Regions from separate parts of the Mus musculus genome. Here regions 2 and 3 are each linked to region 1. A link is a contact called in public promoter capture Hi-C data. All regions are on one chromosome and are shown on one strand. The core of a region is the stretch at or near the end of the contact, and the rest is flanking DNA. Distances in the headings are between cores, read along the strand shown. Region 1 holds the start of Vav2 (vav 2 oncogene). Region 2 holds the start of Tmem250-ps (transmembrane protein 250, pseudogene). Region 3 holds the start of Ppp1r26 (protein phosphatase 1, regulatory subunit 26).

Region 1 (2,884 bases), core at 106-2,605:
TCCTGCAGTGCCGGGACCCTCACCTGGGACATCTGCGGCCGGAAGTTGATGTCCTTAAGGTCGATGGAACCGGGGGAGAGGTTGTGCAGCAGCTGGCACAGAAGGACGCCGTCGCGCAGCGCCTGCGCCAGGTCGAAGACCACCGCCGAGGGCCACACGACGCGGTGGTTGGGCGGCAGGACCTTGCAGTCGATGAGCCAGCGGCCGCATTGCCGCCACTGCTCCATGGCGCCCGCGGCGCCTGTGCGCTCGCCGCTGCGGCCGCTGGCCAGCTGGCTCAGGGTAGCGCTCCGGCCAAAGTGCGGTGACCGCGGGGCATCCCGCCCGCCCGCGCGGGGCTCGGCCGCCGGGGCGGGGCTTCGCGCAGGCGGCCCCGGGTCCCCGCTGCGCGGCCGCACGGCCCTCCTCTTCCTCCTCCTCCTCTTCGGGCTACTAGCCGGCCGCCGCTCCCGCCCACGTGCGGCCAACCGGCGCTCGCGGGGCAGCGTGCGGGGTCCCTCTTTCACACACACAAGTCCGCTCGTGCTCCGGCCGGGGCTCCACGCCTCCTGCAGTCGCAGCGCTTCTCGATCCGCCCCTCTGGGCGCCGCATTCTGAGCTCCGGGCGCCCCGCTTCGGCCACCGCTCCTGCCCCACCCGAGACAAAGGCGCAGCGGGTCGCTCGCTCCCTGCGTCCGGCGCCTGAGCTGCTCGCTCCACCGTCGCTTTGTTCGCCGGGCCCGCGGGCTCTACGCCACTCGCGGGGCACTGGGACTCCGAGGCTCCGCGGCTCCTAGGCGCTGGGGGTGCAGGGGGCGCGGCCACGGCCGGGCGGGGCCGGGGGCGGAGCTGGCACCTTCACCCGGCACCTCCCCGGAGACCCAAGCACCGCCTCCAACCCGTCCTCCCACTTCCTGCCCCTGGGCCGCCAGCGAAAGTTGAGGAAGGCGGGGCTCCTGAGCAGGCTCCCCGCCCACGACTTTCCCTAGGTGCACGTGGAGGCTGGAGGTCTTTCTTGCGGTGCGATGAGGCCGCCGCACGGCAGAAGAGACTAGAAGATGACCGCGGTAACGCTGGGTGCCCTTGCAGGGTCTTTCGGCAAAGATAGACCCCAGAACGCGAACCAGGCTGGCCTACACACCCTACGCCCCTATGGCCTCTTCCAGTCCTCTGTCCTTGCCAGGGTCCGCAAGACACTCCGCCTCCACAATAACGGAGAGAGGGGGAAAAAAATCCTTCACTTTCAGCCCCCTTGATTGTCTAGTGGGAGGTGCTGGAGAGATAGACCGTGTTGTGTCCTGAGGACATTGTGACAGTGGGAGGGACTTCAAAAGCATAAATAACTGATTTTTGTGATTAAAATTAATTTGCTCTGGACAGTATCAGGAGCTGTGGGTTCTTGGTAAAGAAGAAGGGAACCCCACAAAGCCAAGTCTTCTATGAGACTGGTGTCATGAAAGGGAGCTAGAAGAGAGGAAAGTGACCAGTTTCCAAGAGCCGAGCTTTTGTGGGCGGTGTTCTGTCAGCCCCTGCCTCTCTCAGTTTACCTGGGCCAGGGAAGGATGACAGATCTGTCCCCTGCACCCAGGGAAGTCCCTCCCAGAAAGGCCTCTCTCTGCAGGAAGTCCCATCACCTGCCCCACCTAAGGAGGAAGCATGAACCCTAATCCTAGAGATCCGGCAGAGAAGCCAGGTAGAGCCTTCAGCCCCTCTACTTCACCTCTGAATAGCTTCAGGGGAAGGACCTCCTGCGGACTGGGGGTTAAATCGTCCAAAGCACAGGGCTACAGGCAGACCCTCCAGCATCTCCCTAAGAGTCATTCAACACCCTGCACCAAAGGGAGGAAAAAGAAAGAAGGAAAGAAAGGAGATTGCAAAGCTGAAAGCAAAGCACCCTGCTAAATGCTGCTGCATTCATGCCTTGGCGTGTGTACCCAGGGAGCTCTCTCACAGAAAAGAGGCCTCTGTGCTCCCAGCACTCCAGCCTTCCTGCCTCATCAGAAGCTAAGACCAGGTCTAGGACAAACGAATTTTGCCATCCAATCAAGCGTTCGTCTGCTGCCCCCTGGTGGTCTTGAGGGCAATGGCATCAGCTGACAGCCTAGATGCTACAAAAGAGGGGTCTGTCTGTCTTTGAGGGGCTGTAGTGCAGAGCATATAGTGGAGTTAGCATGTCAGTCCTCCAAGTCAGAAGATCCAGGCCTCCTGGCACCAGCAGAACTCTCTGGTACCCAATTCCTTATCTGGCTAGTGGGGACATCACTCATCTCGGAAATAATAGAAAGGATGAATGAAGAAAAGCTGGGTGGGAAGTATTCCAGGTGTCTGTTGTGCATGTGTAGGTCAGAGTTCACGAGCTCAAAACAAACATGCGGAGGACTGGTAAAGGGGATCTTTCTCCTCACCCATTCTCTCAGCCCAGAACTGTTCACCAGGATTGCCCTCTGGAAGTGTCCAAGAGAAGTGTACCTCCCCACTTTGGTCATGAGCACCACTGAAAGCCACTTGTGCTGAATACCAGAGCTCTGCAGTGAACTGAGCAGACGAAACCCTGAGGTAGGAACTGTCAACCCCAGCCACATGTCTGGGATGTGGGAAGTGGGCCACCAACTAACCATGCACGAGGCTTCAGAGAAGAATGCCCCTGGAAAGGGGTAGCAGGTCTCCTGGGAGCTCTTACGGGATAGGGGCAAGCATGGCTATGGAGAGCCAGGCCTCGTCCAGAGGCAGTTCTACATCATAACGGAACTAAACATCTCTGTCTTCCCAGTCATGAGCTGGTCAGCTACAGCGTATTCTTTTATGGACTCTGATGTTAACTCCCCACTTCTAATTTGCCAGCAAGTTTCAGATTCTGAGCACTGCCAGCTCTGCCACCACCAAGGTCTATGTTCCTCCCCTTGGG
Region 2 (2,884 bases), core at 110-2,609, 1.3 Mb before region 1:
GTAGTGCTCTAGCTAAGCTCACTCTTTAGTTTCTTGAAGACCCACACACCCGGCTACTGGTTGCCCAGTACTCCCCATTACTTCCATAGTGACTTATAACAGTCCCCTTCAAGGACACTCCATGCAGAGTCACAAGAGGACTGGGATGAAGGGGGTGTCCACATAGCAAGCCCCTAAGGTTACTTGCTGGGCCTGAACTTTGGCATTATTTTGGCAGGTTACCATCTCACCTCCCACTGATCTTGCTCCGTAAATTGAGGCACCAAGACCTCTTCCCTGGGGCTGCCTGTACACAACAAAAGCATTACTGGCTTATCTAGGCTGGACATAGTGTCAGAGTTCTCCAAACTGGGACACAGAGAGGAGAAATGGCGTGTGGTTCCTTGTTTCACCAAGCAATTGTCATTCGCAGCAGCCTATGTTAATTTGCATATGGGGGAAAAAAAACACTAAATTTCAAACTATGGGACACTAGAGACCAAAAGTTGGTAACAGGACAGGGCAACATCGCCAACAGGCTTTTGCGACTTCCACTCCAACGGCTTCTGTCACCGCCGTAGGTCCTGAGCAAATGGCCGCCAGCGCAGCTGCGGCCGAGGCGCAGTGGGAGGAAACCTGTCCCGAGCCGGGGAGGCTTAGCTATGTTTTACCCAGCTAGACAGGGCAATGGCCTCATTCAGGCGTGTCACTGGACACCGCACAGGAGGGGGATGCGGTCTGCAGCAGGTGTACTCGGGTGGAGGTGCATGCCATGGCGCGGCCCGGCGCGGGGCACGCGTCTCTGAGCACGGGACCCTAGAGCAGGACATCCAGCTCTCCAAGGCCCGCTAACTCGGCGCGTGGAGATACGACCCTCACTAGCCATAGGCTACGCGCGACCCCGGCCCTCAGCCCGCGTTTTCTGCGGGCGCCACTTCCGGTGTCGGGGCGCCGTTGCCGTGGAGACGGCCCTTAGGTCCGTGGCCGGTCCCCGCCCGTCCTCGGCGGCTCACCCGGTGCCCTCTCCGTGGCGGTGCCGGTGTCCGGAACCATGCGGCGGGCCGACGGTGCTGGGGACCGGGCCTGCGGCTGAGCTTGTGCCCCGGGGGTGCGACGCCAAGGCGGGCACATGCCGCCGAGGACGGGGTCGCTTCGCGCGGCCCTTCAGTTGCCCCCGGCTGGCTCTGGCCCGGAGGGGAGGGCGCTCCCGGGCCGGGCCCGAGGCGTTTGTCCCAGCGTGGGAGCCGTAGTGTTGTCCCTCGGCGGCCACCGTAGCACGGTCTTCACGCCCCCTCCGCCCGCGACGACACGGTGAAGCCTCGCAGCGCCCACCGCGGGCCCGCGCGGAGCATCCAGGAATTCCTCATTATCCGAGGACGCGCACTAGCGTGCGCGCGCCGTGAGCCGACCGTGACGTCATTGGCCCGCGGCCTCAGCCGGAGCGTGAGTTTAGCTCTCCCGCGCAGGCGCAGATGGGAGAACTAAGGGCGAGGAGGCTGGTCCTCTCCGTGTCAGTGCGCGTGCGCGAGTGTGGGAGGGGCTTTCTCGCTGTGGTGTGAGCTTGTCTCCTTTCTGGTGGTGCGGTGGAGTTTTTCCTGTGTCCCAACGCGCGCCGCTGGCACCCAGAGAGCAGTGACGGTTGCAGATGAAGCGATCTCGTGCTTTAGGGGTACTCGCTGTAGAGCACAAGGATCCTGGAAGCGCCAAAAGAAAGAGTTAAGCTGGTGTGTCACCGGTCTAAATGACCTTGCCAGGTTCCTGCAAGCAGGTGTGGTAGGTTTCAGTTAAAAGTTGATGTGTGCGTTTGTTGCTAGGATGTGGAGAGAAGGTTGGGTCAGGCCATCATCCCATGACGGACCGGAAAGTAGCCTTACAGGGTTATCCTACATTGACCCTCCTGCTTACCCAGGCGTCAAATGCAGGCTCCCAGGGAAGAGAAACAGACCCTTTGCAGGAAAGGGGAACCTAGGGCTGGCTGCAAGGCACCTTTGCACTTCACAGGGAACACTTGGAGGCCCCAGCCCACGCAAGACCAAGAGCAGCTACAGGCAGTGGCATGTGCACATCCTGCCAGTACAGCCCACAAATGAATGAATAGATGTAAAAATAAGTGAATGTGCCATATGTCATTATACTCTCTTTTAATCACAGCACTCCAGAGGCAGGCGGATCTCTGTAAGTTCTATGCCAGCCAGGTCTTCTTGGTGAGAGTATGTCAAACACATCTTGGGTCAGTGAGATGGCTTGTGGGTAAAGGCACTTGCCACCAAATTAACAATCCTTGGTACCCACATAACAAAGGTGAAAATTGATGCCCTCCTGTTGCCCTCTGACTTACACACACACACACACACACACACACACACACACACACCATGCACACAGAAGTAATGCTTACAATAAGTCTAAGTCAACTGGAGCCCCTGGACTATGTGACCCTGTCTCGAAACAATAAGAAGCATTTCCTCCCCTGGCCTGAGTTTCTGTCACCCTGGAGTGATGATCTTCTGTTTTCTTGATCGTCCCCTCCTTTAGCTCCCCCCTTGGTTCTGTCCCTACTAGAGATGTCCAGTTTCTCTACTTTTTCTGTCCCTCTGTCCCTTTCCACTTGTTCAGCCCTGTTGCTCCTGTAAGAGCCCTCAGAGTCCTCTACACCTCTGACTTTGAGGCTCTCTCCCTCTGAGGTTGGGCAGGTAGCTGCTGCTGACAGCTCTTGGCCTCTAATGTTGGACCACTGGACGGAGACTGAAAGCACCCTGAACGTCTCACTAAAGGATGCTTCTTGTGACCTCTACTCTCTTGCTTTCTGCTAGTTCTTGGAAGTGTTGGGTACCACCACCCACGAACTGATTCCAGAATGATCCAGACCACAGCAGGGTCATCCCCAAGGATAGGATCCAATCTC
Region 3 (2,884 bases), core at 282-2,781, 1.0 Mb after region 1:
TAGTGAAGGTGAGTCACTGGGCATGGGCTTTGAGGTTTCAAAGGTTTCAATTTGCTTTCTCTGTGTCAGGCTTGTGGGTCAAGATGTAAGCTCTCGGCTATCGCTCCAGCACCATGCCTGCCTGTCTGCTGCCATGCTCCCTGCCATGGTGGAATGAACTCACCCTTTGAAACCGTAAGCTTAATAAACTCTTTCTTCTATAAGTTGCCTTGGTCATGGTGTCTCTTCACAGCAGTAGAAAATAACCAAACAGTCCTCATCTCTGAAGGGCACCTGCCAAGTGTCAGCACCTCGCATCTCTCCCAAGCAGACTACTGTCTTCTAGGCATTAGACCAGGAGACATACACAGAGTGGCTTCAGGGACACCCAAAGGTGTTTCTCACAACACTAAAAGCATTCCAAAATAGGCCTACAGCTACATCTTGGTGATGGTATTATTGGTTGTGTAATTCTCTCTAAATGTTCATAATATTACTTCATAGTGACAAAAACTCAGGCCAGGTGTGATGGCACTTGCCTTTAATCCCAACACTCTGAAGACAGAGGCGAGTGGATCTGTGTAAGTTTGAGGTCAGGCTCATTTATATAACAAGTCTCTAGGGGTTTCTCCTGTCAGATCCCTGGCACTCTCTAATCATTTCCTCTGCCTTATCAGACAGGGTGAGTGCCTAGGGCCGGGGGTGAGCCTGGCTTGTTCCCTGACATGATCAATACAGAATCTCCAGACATGTCTAAAAAGTAAAAGAAAACTAGGGAGATTTCCGACATCACATACAGTGTGCCACAGAGCCAAGAAATTCCACTGTATAATCCTGACCGCGTTGGCGGAAGCTAGTCCTATCCCACCTGTTCCTAAGACCACTGGTGTGAATGTGGAGCAAGGTCACCCTGCATGACTCCTGTTGCTTAGTTCTCCTCAGCCTCAGGGTTCCTATCTTTAAGCACACTCTAAGATCTGGCTAAAGTGGGGAGAGGGGGCATTGTGCATAGACATATAGAAGCGTTCTACAATGTAAAGGGACTTGGGTAGCCCAGAAGGCCCCGCGGTGTCCAGAGCAGGCAAACTAAGCACAATCTTGAGCTGGGTGCAAACTGCAGGCAAGGAAGCACACCTTTGCTGTGTTTGAGGATAGGAAGGGCAACTGTGAGCAGATGCCAGGCACGCGGGGGCCACTGGATCTGGACCAAAAAGAAGGTATGTGCGAGGGTCCGGCCGCCCTCCTTCTCTTCACGGCCACGCCTCTCGCCGTGGCCAACTTGCCGACGCGCGCGACCTCCTGAACCCCTGGGCTGCGCACGCTCTCGGCGCCCGGAGCTGCGCCAGGCCCCGGGTGGGAGGACAAGGAGGGTCCCCGCGCAGGCTCCGAGTCCCGCGGGCGCCGCGGCCGTTTCCAAGCTGCCCCATGCGCTCCTCCCGCGCGCCGTGCGTGTCCGAGCGCGGGCGCTCGCAGTGCAGGTGGGCGCGCTCTCGCGGGCGGGGGTCCGGCCGGGCCGCGCGCCTCCCCCGGAACTCGGCCGTGCCATTCCCATGATGCCCAGCCACCGGGCACGGCTTCCGGAGCGCGGTCGCCGCCGCCGCGGGTAGGTGGCGGGAGAGACGGCCCGGGGTGGGGGGTGGGGGTCGCCCCGCCCCTCGCCGCGCCGGCCCCGCCCTCCTTTCCCGCGCTCCCACGGCGCGCCGGGCCCCTGAGTCCCCGCGGGACTCCGCGGTGGCTGCGGGCGCCCGACCGAGGGAGGGCGGGGCGGGAGTGTCCGTGCTTCCCCGCTCTCCGGGCCCGGCGCCTCCCGGGACGCGGGGCGCAGGGCGGGCAGCTGGGCTGGCTTCGTGGTGCAGGCCGCGGCGTGCAGGGTCCGGATCGGGTTGGTGGCTGAGGCTGGTGTTATCACGGGAGAGGGTCCCGGCCCCCGGGAGGCGCCTCTCGCGGATGCCTGGCGCTTGTTGCGCCCTGCGTTCCTCGAGAGCCAGCGGGCGCCGGGCGGGCCCAGGTGTGGCTCAGGTGAGGGGCGGGCTCCCGGTCACTGAGGCCGGCCTGGCCTTCAAGGCTGCCTTCTCGACCTGCCACGAACAGCTTCGAGACTCCCGGATTCCCTAAGCCTGGGATCCCAGAAAATTACTCGGGGGGGATGGATGGATGGGGGCACAGACCAGCCGGAGGCCCTGCCACTGACTGGAGAAGGGTTGGCATTAACCTGCTGAAGACCAGACTGCGGCTCCCTCTCAGACAGTGAGAAGAGCAGTCAGTACTCAGGCAGCAGGGGGATCTGTCTCCCCTTGCTTCCAGCACTGTGCACAGGGATTGGCAGTCACAACAATTTTTCTGGGGGCCGAATCTTGTCAGCACCTCTGGCTCCTAAGGACCAAATCTTACCCACACCCACTTTAAGTTGGAGTACAGGGCCCTCTACATCATAAGTTAAGTGCAGAGTCCATGCTGGGGGGGGGGGGGCAGAGAGGGGTGATGATTGTACCCACAACCACCCTGGAAACCTGATTCCCAGAGCCTCCAGTTTAAAGCCCCAATTCTGGCTTCAGCTCACATTTCTAACTGTGAAGTTCATGGTTCTCCAGAGTGACAGCTCCCAAGATTGACCAGGTAGCTGGACCAACAACCATTAAGACTGTCAGAGGAGCTCAGTTCTGGGTCCATCGTTATAAGCTGTGAGCAGGTGAGTGGAAATAAACTGATTTATTCCCTCGGCTCTGCACCTGCTGTCATGTTAAGATATTAATGTTACTCACCCCATCCCACCCTGCCCTGCCCCAACGGGGAAAGCACTTTTTGTTGTGTTTACTTTGGTGGGTTGAGACAGCATCAAGTAGCCCAGATACTGTCTTTGAACTAGATAAGGAACCAGTACTAGCCTTGAACTCCTGATCCTCTG

The links. Promoter capture Hi-C pulls out the DNA fragments that hold promoters and counts their contacts. Capture Hi-C pulls out chosen DNA fragments and counts their contacts.
Region 2: a promoter capture Hi-C map of liver shows a contact between it and region 1, with 2.8 times the contacts expected there. The contact joins the promoter of Tmem250-ps here to the promoter of Vav2 in region 1. A contact is called at or near these places in 1 of 39 promoter capture datasets (cranial neural crest), 1 of 115 datasets of contacts at active chromatin or transcription factors (pancreatic cancer cells) and 2 of 9 other capture datasets (liver and pancreatic islet).
Region 3: a promoter capture Hi-C map of embryonic stem cells shows a contact between it and region 1, with 3 times the contacts expected there. The contact joins the promoter of Ppp1r26 here to the promoter of Vav2 in region 1. A contact is called at or near these places in 1 of 39 promoter capture datasets (embryonic stem cells), 1 of 484 Hi-C or Micro-C datasets (embryonic stem cells) and 1 of 115 datasets of contacts at active chromatin or transcription factors (embryonic stem cells).

What each region holds. Positions count from the first base shown.
Region 1 is chr2:27,426,253-27,429,136 of GRCm38.p6, forward strand. It overlaps Vav2 (vav 2 oncogene), which reads right to left and starts at 1,356. Exons shown (of 28, transcript NM_009500.2): 1 at 24-1,356. The coding sequence starts at 227.
Region 2 is chr2:26,139,147-26,142,030 of GRCm38.p6, forward strand. It overlaps Tmem250-ps (transmembrane protein 250, pseudogene), which reads right to left and starts at 1,360. Exons shown (of 2, transcript NM_001256521.1): 1 at 993-1,360.
Region 3 is chr2:28,445,315-28,448,198 of GRCm38.p6, forward strand. Ppp1r26 (protein phosphatase 1, regulatory subunit 26) reads left to right here and starts at 1,532. Exons shown (of 4, transcript NM_001005420.2): 1 at 1,532-1,582; 2 at 2,571-2,668.